Linked DNA regions of Mus musculus: region 2 is linked to region 1. Evidence: chromatin contacts called from public promoter capture Hi-C data. All regions are on one chromosome and are shown on one strand. Each heading gives the region's core, a stretch centred on a gene start, on an enhancer-like site or on the middle of the called end of the contact. The rest is flanking DNA. Distances are from core to core; before and after follow the strand shown. Region 1 holds the start of 2300009A05Rik (RIKEN cDNA 2300009A05 gene). Region 2 holds the start of 1110036E04Rik (RIKEN cDNA 1110036E04 gene).

Region 1 (2,576 bases), core at 42-2,541:
CGTAAGTGCTATTTGAGTTATTATAAGCAGAAATGCCCATGCTTTATTAAATTGAATGAACTACCAGACTATATGTAACACTAGTACGGCTACACAGAGTTTAGTGTTAATTTTGGATTGAAAAAAAAAAAAAAACTATTTGGAGGGGGAGGGTGAAGGGGATAGGGGATTTTCGGAGGGGAAACTAGGAAAGGGGATAACATTTGAAATGTAAATAAAGAAAATAATCTAATAAAAAAGTTAATAAATCCCTAGACAGCAATATTTAAAAAAAAACTATTTGGATTATACTGGTTCTGCTTCCTTGTATAGAGTTTGAGTGACTGACATCTAAGTTAATATTTTTTTTAGCAGCTATTAATAGGTCCGAAACATCTTGAGGACTTGAATTTTTCCCTAATCTATAAAATGCTGTCACATCTACAATCCGTGATATTGACTCTTCTGCCATTAGACCACAGAACACACACATCTAGCAGGAGGACCGTCAGAATTAGATTATCTTCAGGAATATAGATACTAAAGGATCTTAAAAGACAGCATCTTTTAAGTCTAGCACCTGAGAAAATATGATGTCTGGAGAGAACCTACTGCTTTTAGCAAAACACAATTGCTGAGATTTCACAGAAAGACAAAGAAACTTTAAAAGTCCGTCCAGTTTTTTGTCCTCCAAAGGCTCTTGGTGATGAGCGCGGGAATGACTCTTGCTAAGCAACTTCGGAGCCACTGTCGGGACTCACTCCTCGCTGCCCTGGGCAGGGTTCTCCCGGGTGGACAGTGGCAGGGCACGACCTCAGGGGTGCTGCAAGCAGCCCACCGGGGATGCGAAGGGCCGGCCCTGGAGAGCGAGCAGCGTGCTTGTGGGCCAGCGGCCGCCCTGGGATGGAGGAGTGCCTGGGTCAGACGAGGGCGCCGCCACTCACCCAGGTTGATGACCTTGAGCGCGGTGAAGAAGCGGTCCTGCGGGGCCAGGTCCTGCCAGGGCGCCTTGGAGCAGTGGTACTTGATGAAGGGGAAGCAGCCGGTGCGCAGGACGTGGTAGTTGGCGCCCAGCACCGGCCAATTGAAGTGCGACAGGCCGAACTGGTCGTTGTGGACCGCACTGTAGGGCACGCAGAAGGAAGTCCAGTGCGGCAGCCGCCGCTGCAGCAGGTGCTGCGTCAGCACCTCCGAGGCGCGGGGCTTCGGGCGGGAGGCGGCGCCCGAGGCCCAGGGCCGGCACAGCAGCAGCCGCAGCGTAGCCTCGTGGGCCCTCCGCAGGGCCTCCATGGCCGGGGCACGCCGGGGAGCCGGCCCTGGGCCCCTGGGGCCGGGCCTCTGGGGGCGGGGTCAGGCGAGTGTGCGCATGCGTGTTCCCCTCACCACCCTAGGCCAGGGCGGGGGACACCCAGCGGGCAGCGCGCGGGTGAGAGCGCCTTGAGGTGCGGCGCGTGCGCACAGGACGGGACGGGAGGGCGGAGCGACTGCGCAGATCAGGAAAATTGTCACCTCTGGCCTCAGGTAACCTCGGAGCAGGGAGACAATGTTAAAACAATCCTCCACAGCGACAAACCCGGTCTGGCTGTCAGGCGCTGGGCTCCAGGGAAATCCTCAGGGATGCTGAGGTGCTTGAGGTGTGCACAGGAAAGTGAGCTGACACCAAGGCCTGGCCTTTGCCCGGGCTGGACGCTTGGTGACCTCAGACTGCACGTATGTGCAGATGTCCTCACAGTCGTGTTCACTGTCCAGACTGAATCCTACCTAGATAGTGCAAGATAGGGTCCCAAGCCAGATGTGGCGCTTGCCTGGAATCACAGCCCTGAAAAGGCTGAGATGTGAGGATGGGGAGGTGGAGGCCAGCCTGGGCTACATAGAAGAGCAAGTCTCAACTGCCTCCCTGTCCCCGCACCACCACCCCCAAAACCCGAAAAGCAGTCCTATGTTTTCTCATTTAGTGCCCTAAAGCTCAGAAAAACTTCCCTCCTGAGAACACAGTAAATACTAGGACCGGAATTGGCAGTCACCAACCTTTAACAATCTCAGTTACCCATGAAAGTGTAAGGGAAGCATTTCTCAGACTTTCTGCTAGCATACAACCTCATGTCTAAAGTATCATTACTCTTATATGTCCTCAATTTTTGTGGGGAGAATGAGTAAATAGGATGAGGTTTCTGGAAAGTACCATATGCAAATGAAGTAATTCTCTGTGTTGGAACTATATAACAATTATTTGCTGAAAATTCAAGAAGGATGTAGAATAGTGTGATGTTTAAAGAAGATTTGTTTATTTTGTGTATACAAGTGCTCCATTTTCATGCACACCAGAAGAGGAAATCAGATCCCATTACAGATGGTTGTGAGTCACCATGTGGTAGCTGGGAATTGAACTCAGGTCCTCTGGAAGGGCAGCCAATGCTCTTAACCACTGAGCCATCTCTCCAGCAACATTTTTGTTTTTATAGTCACCAGTTTTGGGTTAGTCAACATTGAGTTCATTCCACAAATATGTTAAATATTTAGGGGGGTTTTGCAGTCATGCAAATAGTTTGAACTTTATAAGATTCTCTATTAGATATCGATTTTTAAAGAAAGATTAG
Region 2 (2,576 bases), core at 54-2,553, 650 kb after region 1:
ATCTAATCCGATCCCAGAAGCTAAGTAGAGCCGGGCCTGGCTAGCTTGGATGGGCCACGAAGTCCCTGGGAAGAGCCGCTCTTCCTGGGGAGCTCAGTAAGAGATGTGACCCGGGGAGAAAAGAGGCAGAGTAGACGCAGTGTGAACAGGAACCTGGGCAGCCAAGGAAGTAATGCTTCACAGAGTTTCTCTGCAGAAAGGCCCCATTGGTTGCCTCCATAGCCTTCCTCGGAGCCTTCACAGCTTACATACTGAGTGTTTAAGTGCTTACACACACACACACACACACACACACACACACACACTCACATTGAAATCCCAGTGGGACACTACAGTCTTGATGGTATCTCTCTTAAAGTGAGGAAGAAAAAAAAAAACAAAACAACAACAAAAAGAAAAATGGAGCTTAGAGGATCCCAAGCAGAGAGACTGACATATATAAAGAGCATGGAATGGTTAAGAAATTCCAGGGGACACCTTAGTCTTGGTGGCAGACACTAAACAGGAAGCGGCAGTGTAGGTCGGGCGTAAAAGTCCTGAGCATGAAAGCATGCATCTGGATTTTATGAGAGAGAAGGAGTTTTTGAAGCCGTTTACTGCAGGAGCCAGCTTGTGTTCTGCCTGATCTCTCACTTCCTGTGAGTGCTTAGGTAGGAGATGATACGGGTAGGAGGCAGAAATCCTGGCCTAGAAAGCCAGGACGCAAGGTTTGAGGGCCTGGTTGAAGCTAAGCAGACACTGTATACTGTATTTCTCTTAAATTGGATTATAGTCTCTCTCTTTTTATTCTGAATTAAGCTGTAATGGAATTTTTTTGTTTGTTTTATGTCTTTCCAAGGCTGAGTCTTTTTTTGTTTGTTTGTTGTTTTGTTTTGTTTTTTCTCTGTGTAGCCCTGGCTGTCCTGGAACTCACTCTGTAGACCATGTTGGCCTCAAACTCTGCCTCCCAAGTGCTGGGATTAAAGGCGTGCGCCACCAGTGCTCCGCCCCCAAAGCTGAGTCTTAAGGGAGTGCAGTCTGGCTTCAAACTACACAGCCAACGCTGGCCTTGAACTCACAGTTCTCCACCATACCCAGTGTGGGTAAAAATCAATAAAGCGTGTGAGGCCGGTGACTAAGCCACTACAAAAGAGCAAAGGTAAAAATAATGAGAGCTGTTAATGCAGCTTCACGTGCCCGTTGTACTGTTTTGTAGTATCCGGGGGATTTCCAAGTTCACCCTCAGTTACTCCTCCTAGCAACCCGAGGAGGTGGTGTCTTACTCCCAAACTTCAGGTGAGGGTATGACTACAAAGGAGTTGAGGATCTTCCCCATGACCAGCAGGAAGGGCAGCAGGACTCCAGGGACCTTGCTCTTCACGAGGTAGCAGGTGAGCACAGCCAAAGGCAGAGAAGGCCAGCTTGGACTGGAGTGGGCGTGGCCGGAGTAAAAGGGCCAAACCAAGCGGAGCCAAGACGAGCTTAGACTCAACGGCCCCCAGCTTGAAAAGGAAAGTATCTTCCGTAGAATTGTTCTGCCGGATACAAGCTCCGGGAAGTTTAACTATTTGGTGTTTGCTTCCAAACCAAACCAAACAAACAGAAAACCCCGCGGCGCTGTGGAAAGCGCGGAGGCCAGGTGATCACCCTATTTCCGGCGGGGGAGCCGGATTGGCCCTCCTATGCAGTGCCGGATGCCATGGCAACCAGACACAAGATGACTCTCCAGAACTGGCGCCACCTCCCCTGAGGCCTTGGCCTTGCTGTCCTCCAGGGTGATTGCCTAGTCAGGAGGGGAGAGGAGCAGCCACACCTCTGCCTGCCGGGACTCTGCTCTCTCTGCCTAGTAAAATTCCGGTGCTTCCTAAATCTCACGGGCCATCAAGAGTAGCAGCCCTGAGAAGTTGGGCGAAGGGAAAAAAAAAGCAAAAAACAAAATCCAAAATACGCTCAGGGGCTATCAAGGCACTTTGAATCAAAAACTTGGTGGCGACTCCAGCCGTGTGTAATCAGCAAGCCAGGGGCTTCTCTGTCGCATGCTCTAAATGGCAAGCCTGCTCCACACAGCGATTTCCCTGATTCTGGCCCAAAGTACAACCCTCCTCTTTCTTGAGCTCAGATGTTCTCAATGGGTCCTTATTGAAGCAGAATCAAGCCCCGAGCCTCTCCAACATCCAAGGCATTTCACAACGTTACCTTCTGGGAGACTCTGCCCGTGACTCATCCAGACAGTCACCAGCTTATCTTTCCTGAAACGCGTCCTGTTTCCAGGCTTGTGTTCTTGCTGTTTCATTTGCCTGGAATTTCCAGTCTTTCCTTCTGATTCCCTTTTGACCAAGATTTGAAGTTTCCCTTCCAGGAAATCTTCTTGGAATGCTTCCAGCTTCCTGGAAGTTCCAAGTCTATCCCCTCAGCCCAGGGATGAGCACTGATAGCCGTTGGATTTTGTTATAAGCAAAATTGTGGCATCACCAAGTTCATGTTGACTGACTGGCTGGCATCTAGTACTTCAGAACTGGGCTGTACTTGGAAGTAGGGGCTGTTTAGAAGTTGTTATGGAGGCTGGGGAGGTGGCTCAGTTAGTAGTGTTTGTCTTG

The links. Promoter capture Hi-C pulls out the DNA fragments that hold promoters and counts their contacts.
Region 2: a promoter capture Hi-C map of erythroid cells shows a contact between it and region 1, with 37 times the contacts expected there. The contact joins the promoter of 1110036E04Rik here to the promoter of 2300009A05Rik in region 1. A contact is called at or near these places in 1 of 39 promoter capture datasets (erythroid cells), 1 of 484 Hi-C or Micro-C datasets (embryonic stem cells) and 1 of 115 datasets of contacts at active chromatin or transcription factors (extraembryonic endoderm stem cells).

Annotation. Positions count from the first base shown.
Region 1 is chr9:63,397,953-63,400,528 of GRCm38.p6, forward strand. It overlaps 2300009A05Rik (RIKEN cDNA 2300009A05 gene), which reads right to left and starts at 1,292. Exons shown (of 2, transcript NM_027090.1): 1 at 924-1,292. The coding sequence starts at 1,269. It overlaps Gm16759 (a long non-coding RNA gene), which reads left to right and starts at 1,365. Exons shown (of 5, transcript XR_003948339.1): 1 at 1,365-1,500.
Region 2 is chr9:64,048,526-64,051,101 of GRCm38.p6, forward strand. 1110036E04Rik (RIKEN cDNA 1110036E04 gene) reads left to right here and starts at 1,304. Exons shown (of 3, transcript NR_040713.1): 1 at 1,304-1,370.